Linked DNA regions of Ovis aries: region 2 is linked to region 1. A link is a contact called in public Hi-C data. All regions are on one chromosome and are shown on one strand. The core of a region is the stretch at or near the end of the contact, and the rest is flanking DNA. Distances in the headings are between cores, read along the strand shown. Region 1 overlaps PDLIM5 (PDZ and LIM domain 5). Region 2 has its middle 50 kb from the start of PDLIM5.

What was found. Hi-C and Micro-C count contacts between places; a contact is called where the count stands out from the background.
Region 2: a contact with region 1 is called in a Hi-C map of muscle, with 2.2 times the contacts expected there. The contact joins two enhancer-like sites. A contact is called at or near these places in 2 of 16 Hi-C or Micro-C datasets (muscle and tail adipose tissue).

The regions. Positions count from the first base shown.
Region 1 is chr6:30,712,952-30,720,033 of ARS-UI_Ramb_v3.0, reverse strand. The region is part of intron 3 of PDLIM5 (PDZ and LIM domain 5); the gene reads left to right. Among named protein-coding and RNA genes, the nearest start is that of PDLIM5, 100 kb to the left of the region's middle. Within about 2 kb of position 4,158, at least 25 of the 54 cell types and tissues checked have an H3K27ac peak or open chromatin away from gene starts, as enhancers often do. A contact at or near this core is called in muscle, where this site is marked.
Region 2 is chr6:30,863,581-30,870,662 of ARS-UI_Ramb_v3.0, reverse strand. No RefSeq gene overlaps it. Among named protein-coding and RNA genes, the nearest start is that of PDLIM5, 50 kb to the right of the region's middle. Within about 2 kb of position 4,477, at least 3 of the 54 cell types and tissues checked have an H3K27ac peak or open chromatin away from gene starts, as enhancers often do. A contact at or near this core is called in muscle, where this site is marked.

The DNA of each region.
Region 1 (7,082 bases), core at 2,909-5,408:
GAGTCATTTCTTTGCATCAGATGGCCAAAGTGTTGGAGTTTCAGCTTCAACATCAGTCCTTGCAATGAATATTCAGGACTGATTTTCTTTAGGATGGACTGGTTGAATCTCCTTGCTGTTCAAGGGACTCTCAAGAGTTGTCTCCGACACCACAGGTCAAAACCATCAATTCTTTGGCACTCAGCTTTCCTTATAGTCCAACTCTCACATCCATATATGACTACTGGAAAAACCATAGTTTTGACTAGATGGAACTTTGTTGGGAAAGTAATGTCTCTGCTTTTTAATATGCTGTCTAGGTCGGTCATAGCTTTTCTTCCAAGGAGCAAATGTCTTTTAATTTAGGCTTTAGTGTCTTTTAAAATAGTCTGCCACTGTTTCCTACCTATTTGCCATGAAGTGATGGGACCAGATGCCATGATCTTAGGTTTCTGAATGTTGAGCTTTAAGCCAACTTTCTCACTGTCCTCTTTCACTTTCATCAAGAGCCTCTTTAGTTCTTCTTCACTTTCTGCCATAAGTATGGTGTCACCTGCATATCTGAGGTTATTGATATTTCTTCTGGAAATCTTGATTCCAAATTGTGCTTTATACAGCCTGGCATTTCGCATGATATAAGAAGGCATTTTTGCCTTCTTAAAGTGTTGAATAATGTGTGGAGAGTTGACTAATTATGTAGATTGCCTGAGATAGGAGGTCTGACTGATTTATCTTATCACCATCTACTGCCTTAGAGTGATTAAAAGTTGCTTCCAGGCTTCCTCAGCTTGGTTGGTGGGCCTTCTCTGTGGTTCATTGGTACTTTTTGTAGGTTGACTGTACTTCTGCAAACATGGTAGGGATTTTTTTCTACCAGAGTCACTAAGGGGTACTGTTGGGATACAGATCAGTGTTTGTTGGGATATTAATCAGTGTTTGGACACCCCTTCTTGTTCCTGAGAGTAACAATGCTATTAAATAATCTTTCAGTTCACTTTTTGTTTTTACTGAAAAGCCCGTTCCCATCCTTATTGTCACATCTCTCATCATTACCCCACTTGATGTATTTGACATCTGGTTTCTTAGTGTGCCAGTTTTTTAAGACATCTGATCTTTATCAGATTCTAGTCTTACCCTGGTCTTTTTGCTGTCTGCTGCACCCTTTGTTCTTCATATTTTTTTCCTTTGTATACAAGAGTACATTTTTTTTTTTTTTTAAGTTGAAGAAATGGAAGTTTGAGTAACTTGCGCAAGGTTACACATCAGTGGCTGATTGAGGGTTTGACCCTAAGGTTACTTAGTCCAGGAGAGCCCAGACTTATGGCTTCACTAAATTGCGATCCCGCATTCATTCCAACCCTGAGCTTTTTCTTTTGAAATCCGTTTATCATGACTTTTTAATAAAGAAGGCCTTGCAACTAGAAAAGAAAACCTTAATAATTTCATTTATCACCAGGAAAATAGAAATAAGATGGACTGATACTTTCACTCTGCCTTACCCCTTTTGAAGGCTGAAATATGAAATCTGAGGGATGATGCCTATGTTTTAGTAGATTCAGTAGAAACAGTTCATACACCCCCAGTTCTCAACTTGGGAAGAGATAAGGAATGGGGCTGTTTTTGTGACAGCCTTATAAGGGAAGATAACAGAGGAAATAAAGGGGTGAACCAAAAGACATCAGATATGAAGTGCCTGTTTACTCCCTGTGAGTCACTCACATTATTCTAGTTAAAAACATGTTAGGAATTCATCTAATCTTCTTCAGGGCACACCCACTTCCCTCTAAGCCCAGTATAGTTCACAGATAAATTGGTCTTTCTCAGCTCACCGCTTTTTGCTATGCAGTTACCTTGCCAGCGGAGATTTGATGTCCTGCAGCTGGCCAAACTTCCTATTCTCAGTTTCTTCCTTATATAAATTAGTACCTGACTAACAAATACTTTATCTAATCCTAAATGTTCCATTGCTTTGGCAGGATTCCTGTAAGCTGAAAAAGCCAACTAAGGTACTAAGTACATAGTGATGGCCACTTTGTCCTTTAAGTCATGTTTTGCTTTATTTGACTACTCATTATTTCCTACGTCCTTGGTTTCCACAAGTGATTATTTGCAGAAAGCATCCATTTTATGTATATCTGCTCTCTGTCCTAAAGTTTGGGATACTATATGCAGAGTTAATTTTCCGTCATTTGCATGCTTATCCTCTATTTGGGCCAATATAATGCCTGAAGTTTCATACTAGGAGATTCTATACAGAGTATATTAAAGAAGGGGAAGAAAAGTGAAAGTGTTAGTCAGTTTTGTCCGACTCTTTGCGACCACATGGACTGTAGCCCACCAGGCTCCTCTGTCCACGGAATTCTCCAGGTAAGAATACTGGAATGGCTAGCCTTTCACTTCAAGGGATCTTCCTAACCTAGGAATCAAACCCAGGTTTTCTGCATTGCAGGTGGATTATTTACCATCTGAGCCAGTAAGGAAGCCCACAGAGTGTATAGTTAGTTGCTAAATGACTTCTGTATTCCTTAATTTCTTTTCTTCTTTTCTTCCCCTCTCTCTCTCCTTAATTTCTATCTTACTTTATGCATTCTTTTCTCTTGTTAGATTACATGTTTCTATGCATTCCCGGAAAAGGACCTTGATGGACATGACCTCTGACAGTTGGAACTTATAATTTAACATATTTACATTTGTTTAGTTTTGAATTTTTCTTTTACAAGGAGAGAATGCATAATAATTATTCTCTATATTGAAAAATGTACTAGAAATCAGGATCCATAATTGGAGACTGTACTAGAAATAAGGATTCACGCTGTTTGCTTCTATTGTCAACTTGGCAGATCTAGAAATCTTTTGTGCCTTATTGATTAAACCATAAGAATGTTTGGAGTTACTTGAGATTTGGCATCTCAATAGTTCAAAATATTTAAGTCATTATTCTTGAAAGTAGCTACTGCCTCTAGAAAAAATGTTTAAAGCTGTATATATGAAAATTTGGAGCTGGGAATGTTCAGTTAAAATGTCTTGGCTATAACAAATTACTACTATCTGAATCTCTTGGATAAATGAGTTATTCTCTCTAGCTGAGTGTCAGAGCTGAAGTTTATCTGAATAGCATTTACTTGATTTCTGTATTAGAAAATGCATGATTTGGCTTTTCTAGGAGATCAGAATGTTTTTATAAACAGCATTTATTGTAAGGGGCCAAAGATGTCACTGTAAGTAGTGACATGCCATAATAAAAAAGTTACTATTAAAAAAAAAAAATTAGCAGAGGAGAAAGTGTTTCCCTGATAGCTCAGTTGGTAAAGAATCTGCCTGCAATGCAGGAGACCCCAGTTCCATTCCTGGGTCGGGAAGATCTGCTGGAGAAGGGATAGGCTACCCGCTTCAGTATTCTTGGTCTTCCCTTGTGGCTCAGCTGATAAAGAATCTGCCTGCAATGTGAGAGACCTGGGTTCGATCCCTGGATTGGGAAGATCCCCTGGAGAAGACAAAGGTCACCCACTCCCGTATTCTGGCCTGGAGAGTTCCATGGACTGTAGTCCATGGGGTCGCAAAGAATCAGGCAGGACTGAGTGACTTTCACTCACTCACTTACTCTCACTCAGCAGAGTAGAAAGCAGGCACTTTCTTGTCCTCCTGCCCTTCTAATGTCATGGAGTATGACAAGAGGAAGAATTCTAGCTGACCTTTATTTATTCCAGTGCTTACAAGTTTTCCTCAGGCTTCATGAAGATGTTGCATCATCTTCTGTCTTTGACATATGACCATATCACAAAGATCTTGAGCGTTTTTTCGCTTTCATCTTTATAAACAGAAGTTTATATGAAGTTCGAACTGAATTCTCTAGTTTGAACTGAATTCTGAGTAGTAGGCTCATTAACCGTTTGTAATACTCTGAGAGTTTTGTATTTTATCTGTATGACAGATCAGTTCTTGAATGAACTTTTCTAATAACATTCATCTTGCTACTGGGTGCATAGGAAGTGGTGAAAATCAGAACAAGAGCCAGGTATGAGAACACCTGTCACATAATTTATAGTATCTAAATCATTGTTCTAGTGATTTATGTATGTTAACTCATATAACACTCACAGCAGGTTTCCTGTGAAGTGCATGGTAGTCTTATTCAGTACTTTATGTATGAGCCAAGTAAAGCACAGAAGGATTAGGTAACTTGCCTTGAAACCATCCTTTTAGTAAATGACAGTGCCATGCTGGGTCTCCTCCTGTCATAGCCTACCCTTAGTTTAACAGCTACATCTTCAGTGTGACATTTTGGTGCTCTTAGGGACTGCTGAAATCTAAATGACCGTCAGCTTAGCTCCCTCCTGTCACCTATCCCTACTCACCCCGTCCTTCACACACACACATCTCTCACACCCTGCAAAAATACCCTATGGCCAAAGTGTTAACTGTGCTACTAAATTTAGATTGTACTTTGACTCACTGTTCTATTTTCTGATTCTTTTCTCTGAAGTCAGCATTGTATAAAAGCTGCAAACCCGTAAGCACACCCTCTCTTTTGGCACAACGAATGAAGCAATTACTTTCCCCAGCCATATTTACTTGCTCTGTTGGTCAGAAGTGGCCTCTTTATTACTGAAGAAGGGATGTTTTGCCAGCTTCTTTCCTCATTTATTCTTAACCACTTATTAGGCATCCCTGGGCCAAGTTCTTTACAACTCTTAGGAGAATGGAGATTGGTGAATTGTAGCATGATCAGAGGCTTGGAGTCTAGAATACCATGATTCTAAAATTCTTCAGTAAATCTTCAGGAAAATGATAATGATACTGGTGCTAGTGGTAAAGAACCCAGCTACCGATGCAGGAGACATAAGAGACACGGGTTCAGTCCCTGGGGTGGGAAGATCCCCTGGAGGAGGGCATAGCAATGCATGCCAGTATTCTTGCCTGGAGAACCCCTATGGACAGAGATGCCCAGTGGGCTACAGTTTATAGGGTCACAAAGAGTTGGACACAACTAAAGTGACTTAGCGCACACACACCAGTACCTCATGTCTTTAAAATGGTTTGCAGAATATAAACCTTCTATTTATATGCTTCCTTGCTGAAGTCAGTGATACAGTATCTGGCATATACACAAATATGCTCATATTAATTGTATAATAATATAGTATTATAAAATTATATAAGGATTGAATAGAATTGTCATCTGAACACATTTTCTTCATTTGGTTATTTACAAGATTTGATTTAAGACATCTCTAATCTTAAATATAATTTTTGTCCTAATCTGTGATTACATATGAATTTTATTTCTATATGAAACATATTTTATTCTCACCTTTTGGATTCAAAACTACAACATTTCAGAAAGATTTATGTATTATCTATTTAGTAGAAACCTTTCAATTACTTTCTAGTATATAAAGACTAAATGAATCACAGAAGATAAGGAATTTGAAAGACTTGTTAGCAATCCTTTAAATGTGCTATTGTCCTTGTAAACTCATTTTAAGCTCTGTTTGTTGTCACACACGGAAGGAGGAAGGGAACAATGTGGCTTTGGCTGGAGCTTATCACTGCTCAGAATAACTTTGGTATATTATCTTTAGTGGCATTTTAGCTTCGTTGGCCCACTTCAAAATATCCATCAGAGACACTGAAGATTGACTTAAACTTTGAAGACTTGTGGCTCCACACAAATCTAATTTTGGAACCCTCAAAGTTTGGAATTTGGAAACTCGAATTTTGAAATTCTGCCATATCTGACAACAGTTCTTTCTATTTGAGGGGCAAAGGGGAATAGTTCTGATATTTGTAATTAATGACTTTAAAAATTACCTCTCTTATTAAAAATTACCCACCAAAAATATTTTGGCATTTTATTTGTACAAGAATTACTAGAAAGAAGTCCATGAAAATAGTGTGTAACCTTTCTTGAAAATACATTCTACCTGAACTATGAAATCAAGATCCTTATCAGAATAAAATTAAATATAGAAAGGACTAAGAGAAGAAATGCCAACAAAAGCAGAAAGAATAGAAACTCAAACTTTAAACATGCCTGTTTAAAAATTCAAATGAAAGAGCAAACAGTTGAGATACTTGAGTTAAGAAAATTTTAAAGAACGAAGGGAGAGGTTGCCCTACAGTAAATCACAATATAAAGACAAGCACAGTGAGGCTGTAAAGTCATTTTAATTTTTTAAAAAATTGTTCTCAGCTTCTGTTGGAAAAGGTCATTCTCATCTCAGACTTTTCTGGCTAGTCTGTCTCTGGCTCAGTTAAATCCACAAGTGCCCCCTGCCATGAAACTACATCATTTATTAATTAGCATTTATTTAGTAAATTTATTGTGTACCTGTTTCGTGTCACCCATTCTGCTGAAAGCTAAGGAGAGAAAAAACGATAATCTGGGTGAAGGCTAGTAGATTTACTGTTTGCACAGAGCCGCATGAGCTGCTGGTACTCAAGGTGGCCTAGTGAATTTATGAGTGTGCAGTGTATCAAAGGGTAACCCTTAGCTCCTCCAAAACTAAGGTCCTGAAACTTTATTAAACTTATTATTGAACTTAAAAAGCTCGAGGCAGATTACTGGGTTCCATCCCCAGAGATTTTGATGCTAGAATGAAGTTTCTCTCCCTCCAGAGCCCATGTAGTTAACCTCTGGCCCTTACTGCTTGTTTATTTATCTCCCCCAGTAAATGTTAAGATCCTTGAAAAAAGAATTCGTTTCTTATTCAGCTCCATAATATCTCCTACAGACCTGTTGTTGTTGCTTAGTCACTAAGTCATGTCCGACTCTTGGGACCCCGTGGACTGTAGCCCAGCAGGCTCTTCTGTCCATGGGATTATCCAGGCAAGAACGCTGGAGTGGGTTGCCATTCCCTTCTCCAGGGGATCTTCTTACGAACCCAGGGATCAAACTCATGTCTTCTGCATTGGCTGGCGGATTACCACTGAGCCACTAGGGAGGCCCCTACAAGCCTGTAACAGAGTCTTAGTACACAAGAGGGGCTAAAATATGCGTAAGCATGAGGAATTAATTCCAGGTAATGGTTTACCTAACCAGCCTCTATGTCCAGTGTATGACCCATAAAGGGAAAACTAAAAACAACTGAGGTCAGCTCAGA
Region 2 (7,082 bases), core at 3,228-5,727, 150 kb before region 1:
GCAACAAGGACCTAGCAAAGCCCAAAGAAAATGAATTATAAAAATAATCCAAATTAAAGTAATGACATTGAGAATAAAGAGACTGGGACAAATCTAGGAGACTTGTTAAATGAGAAGAAAGAAAGGTATGAATTTGAGACATATTTCATATAGAAAACAGTGGGATTTTTAAGCTTAGGTTTAGACTCAATATCTCTTTCCTTTCCCATTCCCCTTTCTTCTATACTGTAGTCTTACATATATTTAAAATGAGCTAAAATATCATCTTTAATATTTTGCCCCACTTTGTCCAGCTGTTCTCAGTACAACTTCCAAAGTTTCCTGCTGACAACTCTGTGATTAAGTTGACATCATTAAACTTTGATATCCAGAAAAGAGCACAATATCTCATATATACCTGCCCAGGACAGAGAACAATATTGATATGAATATCAAACTTTATATTAATGCAATTAATGTCTTCATTGGTTATTTTTCCTGTGATATCATAGGATCTGTTCATACTTATCTTATAAAATCAATGAAGTTCTTCAGAAATTTTATATGAGAACATTCAAAGTCATGTTATCTTCTAAATCAATATTTTTACATGTATGCTAAAAAATAGTCTTAATTTAAAAAATTTTTATGCCTATTACAATTTCAAAGAGACTCATTCTACACATTGACAAACTTTAAAAAATCCTCGGGAATAATTTTAAACTATAAGAGTACCTTTCATCAGTATTATCTGACTGCCTTTACATAGTGCTGTAACATGTAGGTCCACAATCAAATGCAATGCTGAGTATAAATTATATCCTTTTACTTATGTGATAGGAATTTACTGAACATGGTTATAGAAGCATTTATTAAGTGAAGAGGAACTAAAAAGCCTCTTGATGATGGTGAAAAAGGAGAGTATAAAAACTGGCTTAAAACAACATTCAAAAAACAAAGATCATGGCATCCAGTCCCATCACTTCATGGCAAATAGAAAGGGAAAATATGGAAGCAGTGACAGATTTTATTTTCCTGGGCTCCAAAATCACTGCATTCATGAAGTTAAAAGATGCTTGCTCCTTGGAAGAAAAGCTATGACGAACCTAGGCAACATATTAAAAAGCAGTCACATCACTTGCTGACAAAGGTCTGTATAGTCAAAGCTATGGCTTTCCAGTAGTCATATATGGAATGTGAGAGTTGGATCTTAAAGAAGGCTGAAGATTTGATGCTTTAGAATTGTGGTGCTGGGGAGGACCCTTGAGAGTCTTTTGGACAGCAAAGAGATCAAACCAGTCCGAAAGGAAATCAGTCCTGAATATTCATTGGAAGGACTGATGCTGAAGCTGAAGCTCCAATACTTTGGCCACCTGCCATGAAGAACTGACTCACTGGAAAAGACCCTGATGCTGGGAAAGATTGAAGGCAGAAGGAGAAGGGGATGACAAGATGAGATGGTTAGACACCATCACCAACTCAATGGACGTGAATTTGAGCTCACCCCAGGAGACAGAGGAAGACAGAAGATCCTGGCCTGCTGCAGTCCACGGGGTCGCAAACAGTCGGACATGACTTAGTGACTGAACAGCAACAACAATAAGACCTCCATTTCTGTTCTTAACAACTTTATCCCTTAGCTAGCAAGGAATCTGAAACCATCAAGTATAAATGTACTAGGAGGTTGTATGTTTTCTGGATACTCATGCACAAGACAATGTGCTCACTACTAAGTATGGCATTAGGGTGACAATTAGTCCTATAATGTCCTTTTATTGACCTGGAAGAGTGAAAACTATTGACAATGGCTTACCAGCCTTTTATCTTCTTACAAGCAAAGCAACAATTTAATATAACAGTTTAAGAACATGTTTAAATAGAGACACAGCTAGGACTGTGTCCTCATTCTCCCCCATCACACATAAACCTGTGTCAATTTTTGTAACACTGGCATCCTCTCCATTATAACTTTCTTTTAAAAAATTTTGCTAAAAGTTGAAAATCTTCTCAGTGACCAGTGAGTCAAGTATGTAAGATCACAGAATTGCTTTTCTAGTAAATAAAACATTATTACTCTTTGGCTTTATTGTAAAAAAAAAAAAATTCATGTTTGTACATCAGTATCAGTTCAGTCACTCAGTGTTTGACTCTTTGCGACCCCACGGACTGCAGCAAGCCAGGCTTCCCTGCCCATCACCAACTCCTGGAGGTTGCTCAAACTCACATCCATCGAGTTGGTGATGCCATCCAACCATCTCATCCTCTCTTGCCCCCTTCTCCTCCTGCCTTCAATCTTTCCCAGCATCAGGGTCATTTCTAATATGTCAGTTCTTTGCATCAGGTGGCCAAAGTATTGGAGCTTCAGCTTCAGCACCAGTCCTTCCAATGAATATTTAGGATATGATTTCCTTTAGGATTGACTGGTTGGATCTCCTTGCAGTCCAAAGGACTCTCAAGAGTCTTCTCCAGCACCACAATTCAAAGGCATCTATTCTTCAGCGCTCAGCTTTCTTTATGGCGCTCAGCTTTCTTTCTATGTGTTTGTTATATCCTCTCCTGTATTAAACGTTTCTTCAGGGTAAGGATTATCTCATACTTCTTTATGAATAATTTTTTTGTGTGTAAATGGTTTTGTAGTAGATATTCAAGAAATGTTTTTTGTTAAATGCAAAAATTTATGAGAGCATCGGCAAAACCCAACTATATGTATATGAATATATACGTGTGCCTTTAACCTGGGGAGATAAAATCTCTTAGGATTTGAAGATGAGAATGGCAATAGATTGCAAACTTCTGTTTTCTATCTTTCCGTGTTTTTTTGTTTTTTTGAGGTGCTTTGATTGAATAAGAGGAAACTGGAAACTTCTTAGCAAAGTGTCTAGGTACTTGAGGTGAGAGAGAGCGAGAACCACTAACCACTAGAGGGCGGTAGCCACCTCGCTTGCCATAACTAGCTTCTCTAGAGCCTCTTAAAGCTGTGTGTGGTGTGTGTGCCCAGTGCCTCAGTTATGTTTGACTCTCTACAACCCTATGGACTATAGCCTAGGCTCCTCTGTCTATGGAATTTTTTAGGCAAGAATACTGGGGTGGGTTGCCATTTCCTTCTCCAGGTGATCTTCCTGACCCAGAGATTGAACCTGCGTCTCCTACGTCTCCTGCTTTGGCAGCCGGATGCTTTACCATTGTGCCACCTAGAAAACCCCAACTCTTATACCTATAGCAGTTTAATATTGCTTCTAGCTAGTATTTTAAAATTTTTTACCTCTTACAGCAAATAGGTGTTATCTAGTTTCACTAACTTTAAAGTATCAGTGATTTAGAGGTATATAATACCTGGAATCTGTTGTTTTTGTTATTATTTGGTCCAATAACTTACAAATAAGGTGGCATCTTGGATTTGGGAGAGAAATCACTTCTTACACTAAGCTTTATTCTTACAAGTAAAATCTAGTCTGTGGCGTGTAGAATGCTGGTTAAGGTTGCTTATTCTTAAGATATGCTTTGCTCTTTCTTTTATCTTACAGGCAGCTGCAGCAAGAAACCTCCTTTGCCAAAAATATCTCTCCACCAGCCTGTCTACCTGAAATCCATTAAGACTGGATCCTAACCTTTCACAGTGAAGGTCCTTTACAAGCAAAATTTCATTGACCCCTATGTGAGACTTCTTAAACTCTTAAGATCAGTAGACTAAACAAATATATACATATGTTGTTGTTGGTGTTTGGTTGCCAAGTCATGTCCATTGCTGTTGTGACCTCATGGATGGTAGCCCACCGGGCTCCTCTGTGCAAGGCATTTCCCAGGCATGAATACTGGAGTGGGCTGCCACTTCCTTCTCCAGGGGATCTTCCTGACCCAAGCATCAAACCATGTCTCCTGCATTGGCAGGTAGTTGTTAATACCTTTTGACAAATTAAGATTATATTAGCCACAATAGTGGCTAATAGCACATTTAACAGTTAGCAGTACAAATACATAAAACATATTATTTAATCAGCCAATGGCTAAGACTCTTTGCCTAAACAAGTTCATGAACCTCTCGAAGGAAATTCACAGTGTATCCCTTACCTACAGCATAAAGTCTGTAGGTCTGAAAGAAAAGAATCATTGAATTTATGTGTTATCCTGCCAAACCTCCACTTTTAAGCTGGAATATCATATTTTCTGGTTAGAATTTTTTTAACCTTATCAACTCTTGGAAATGGACAATGTGTATCTTCCTCGATACAATTAAGAAATTCCACAATTCCTGGCATTCATCAGTTAAGACACCTGACATAAGTGTGTCTGTAACTCCCTACATGTGTTCTCCCTGTGAAGATTTGTTAGGATTAAAGTTTTTAAAATATCAATGGCATTTTGATCTCTCAAAGACGTCAGTTCCAAATACAGTTTGTTTGTATGACCCAAGCAACTTTTTTTGGTGTCCTACTGAGTACATAGCCTGCATTCTGAGCTCAACTGTCTTGTGAGTTTTGACATCATAGATGAGGTATCTCCTGGCAGTGTGAAAAGAGTATCTGGCACCACGTGGCTAGCCCTGCAGACTGCCAAAGTTCTCCAGCTCATGTTAGCTGACAGTGAAACTCCACCAGTCATTTCTGGCAAAAGTCAAATTACATCTTTTATAAAAGTAGCTCACTGAACACTGCTCCTGTTTCTCATTGAAATCTCTTACTCAAAGAACATTTTAATCAAATCAATTATGTAACCACACATTTATATTTGTTTAATTATCATCAGGGAAAGGAACCAAGTATAATAAAGATCATATATGGTACTCAGTTAAAGAAAACAAACTTACTCAAACAATAGCAGTCAATTCCTACTACAATGATGAAGCCATCATATAATATATGTGAAGTCGCCCAGTCATGTCTGACTCTTTGCAAACCCCATGGACTGTAGCCTATCAGGCTCCTCTGTCCATGGGATTTTCCAGGCAAGAGTGCTGGAGTGGATTGCCATTTCCTTCTCCAGGGGATCTTCCTGACCCAGTAATCAAATTCGGGTCTCCCGCATTGCAGGCAGACGCTTTACCATCTGAGCCACCACGGAATATAATATGGGAGAGCTTAATTATACTTTTCTATGCCTCAAGGTTATTTTACTGTAAAACAGAAGTGATTATCCTTACTCTTGTCAAATATTCTTACTGTTGTCAAATATAGAGGAAGGGGTCTATGTGTTAAAACCTAAGAGAGAAAGAAGCTTGTTCAAAACTATGACAGTGTTTTCCTCCATTTTCAAAAGTCCTCTTTGGAGACAGTAACCACAATCTTTCACATGTGGTAGTGTACTTAGTCAGACAATTCTGGGGTGCACATGCATTTGTGGGCCCTTGGCAATAGATAAGACATTCTGGAATTTGAGGCCGATAGGTTGGGAAATACTGATCCCAGATGACCTTCATTTCTGAGATTCAAAGAGATTAACCAATTTGTACAAAATGACACAATTAACTAAAGCTAGAGCTCTAGAGCTAAAATACAAATCTTTCTATCTTTGTCTCATGCAATTTCCACCATCCTGGAGCTACAGGGGAAAGTAAAGTTATGAAAGAAGATTCCGATGGTAATTCAGAGATCTGTATTTTCAAGCAAATCTACCAGCCAAGTGCCAAGAGCACTACTATAGTTTATATCTGGAAACTCAGAAGGGTGCTCAGGAAACTTATAAATAGAATGGTTACAAATGGTTTGATGTCGGCCTTAAGACATAAATAATATTTAGCAGGTGTCAAACCAAAGCCTTGTTCCATTTGATATTTTCATCAGTGACCTAGATAAGACATTGGCAATCCAGACAGCCAAAATCTCTCAAAAGAATTTTACATGTTAGGAAACCTTCTAGTGTCTCCTGCCCACAAATTGTTACTTCTCTTCTCCCATAATCAATTCCCATTTCACTCCCATGGCTCAATTGATCTCACCTAGGGGTTAGATTATTTAATTAATTACTACCAAACTGTGAACAACTACTATAACAGCTCTTCTAAATGTCTTGCTGCTGCTGCTAAGTCGCTTCAGTCGTGTCCAACTCTGTGAGACTCCATAGACGGCAGCCCAACAGGCTCCCCTGTCCCTGGGATTCTCCAGGCAAGAACACTGGAGTGGGCTGCCATTTCCAGTATTCTAATAGTAGTAGTGGGTAGAGATAAACACCTCTGTGCTGTGTACTGGCTAGAACATTTCTTCTTGCCAAATATAACCATAATTCCTCTAAACTTAACATTTTTGAGAAAATTCTTGAAAAATTCCAAATCAGAACACTTTCTCTTGTTGAGCCTGAACTAGACCTCTAAACCCTTCTTAATGTGATTCTCCATAGCAAGTGATCAATGGCCATGATAAACACAGGCAAGGAAACTTAGTTGCCATTTCTGAGCTATATAATGTGAGTATATTCCTGGTAGAGAATGGTATTTTATACTTGTCTAAAACCCCCACCCCTATAGCTCATTGTATTTTTTATTTTATTTTACTTTACAATACTGTATTGGTTTTGCCATACATTGACATGAATCTGCCATGGGTATACATGAGTTCCCAATCCTGAACCCCCCTCCCCTTATAGTTCATTTTAAAAATAAATTCTTTTGTTTGTTTGTTTGTTTTGTTTATGCTCTCCAGTTCTTGTTACTTACAGTGCTGAAGATTAAAGAAAAATAACATGGCAGCAGCTTTGATTTATATTAAAGAGAAAGCAGATCCTTCTTCAGGGCCACTGAGATCTAAAAATTATTCCTGGAAGTAACCAAAATGCTTGCAATGGTGTGAAATCATGTAAAGTGAAGTTTTAGCCATATATAGTGCATTCCTAATGAATACGCTATTACTACTATTTTTTTAGATGACACCAATTTGAGGGGAAATAATCCACAAACAAGTGTTTACAAATGAGGCTACTTAGGAGCAACCACAAGTATCTGACAGGTCATGAAAGTAAACTATCTCATACAGAGTTTGCTGTTAAAAATATTTCAGTGATGTATTTTTATAGGCAGGCGAGGGAAAATGTCCATAAATAGCACTAGGAAGTTCAGCCAAGAACTTAAGTTGCCAACGAAAGTATTAAATTGACCATCATTAGAAATATTTCAA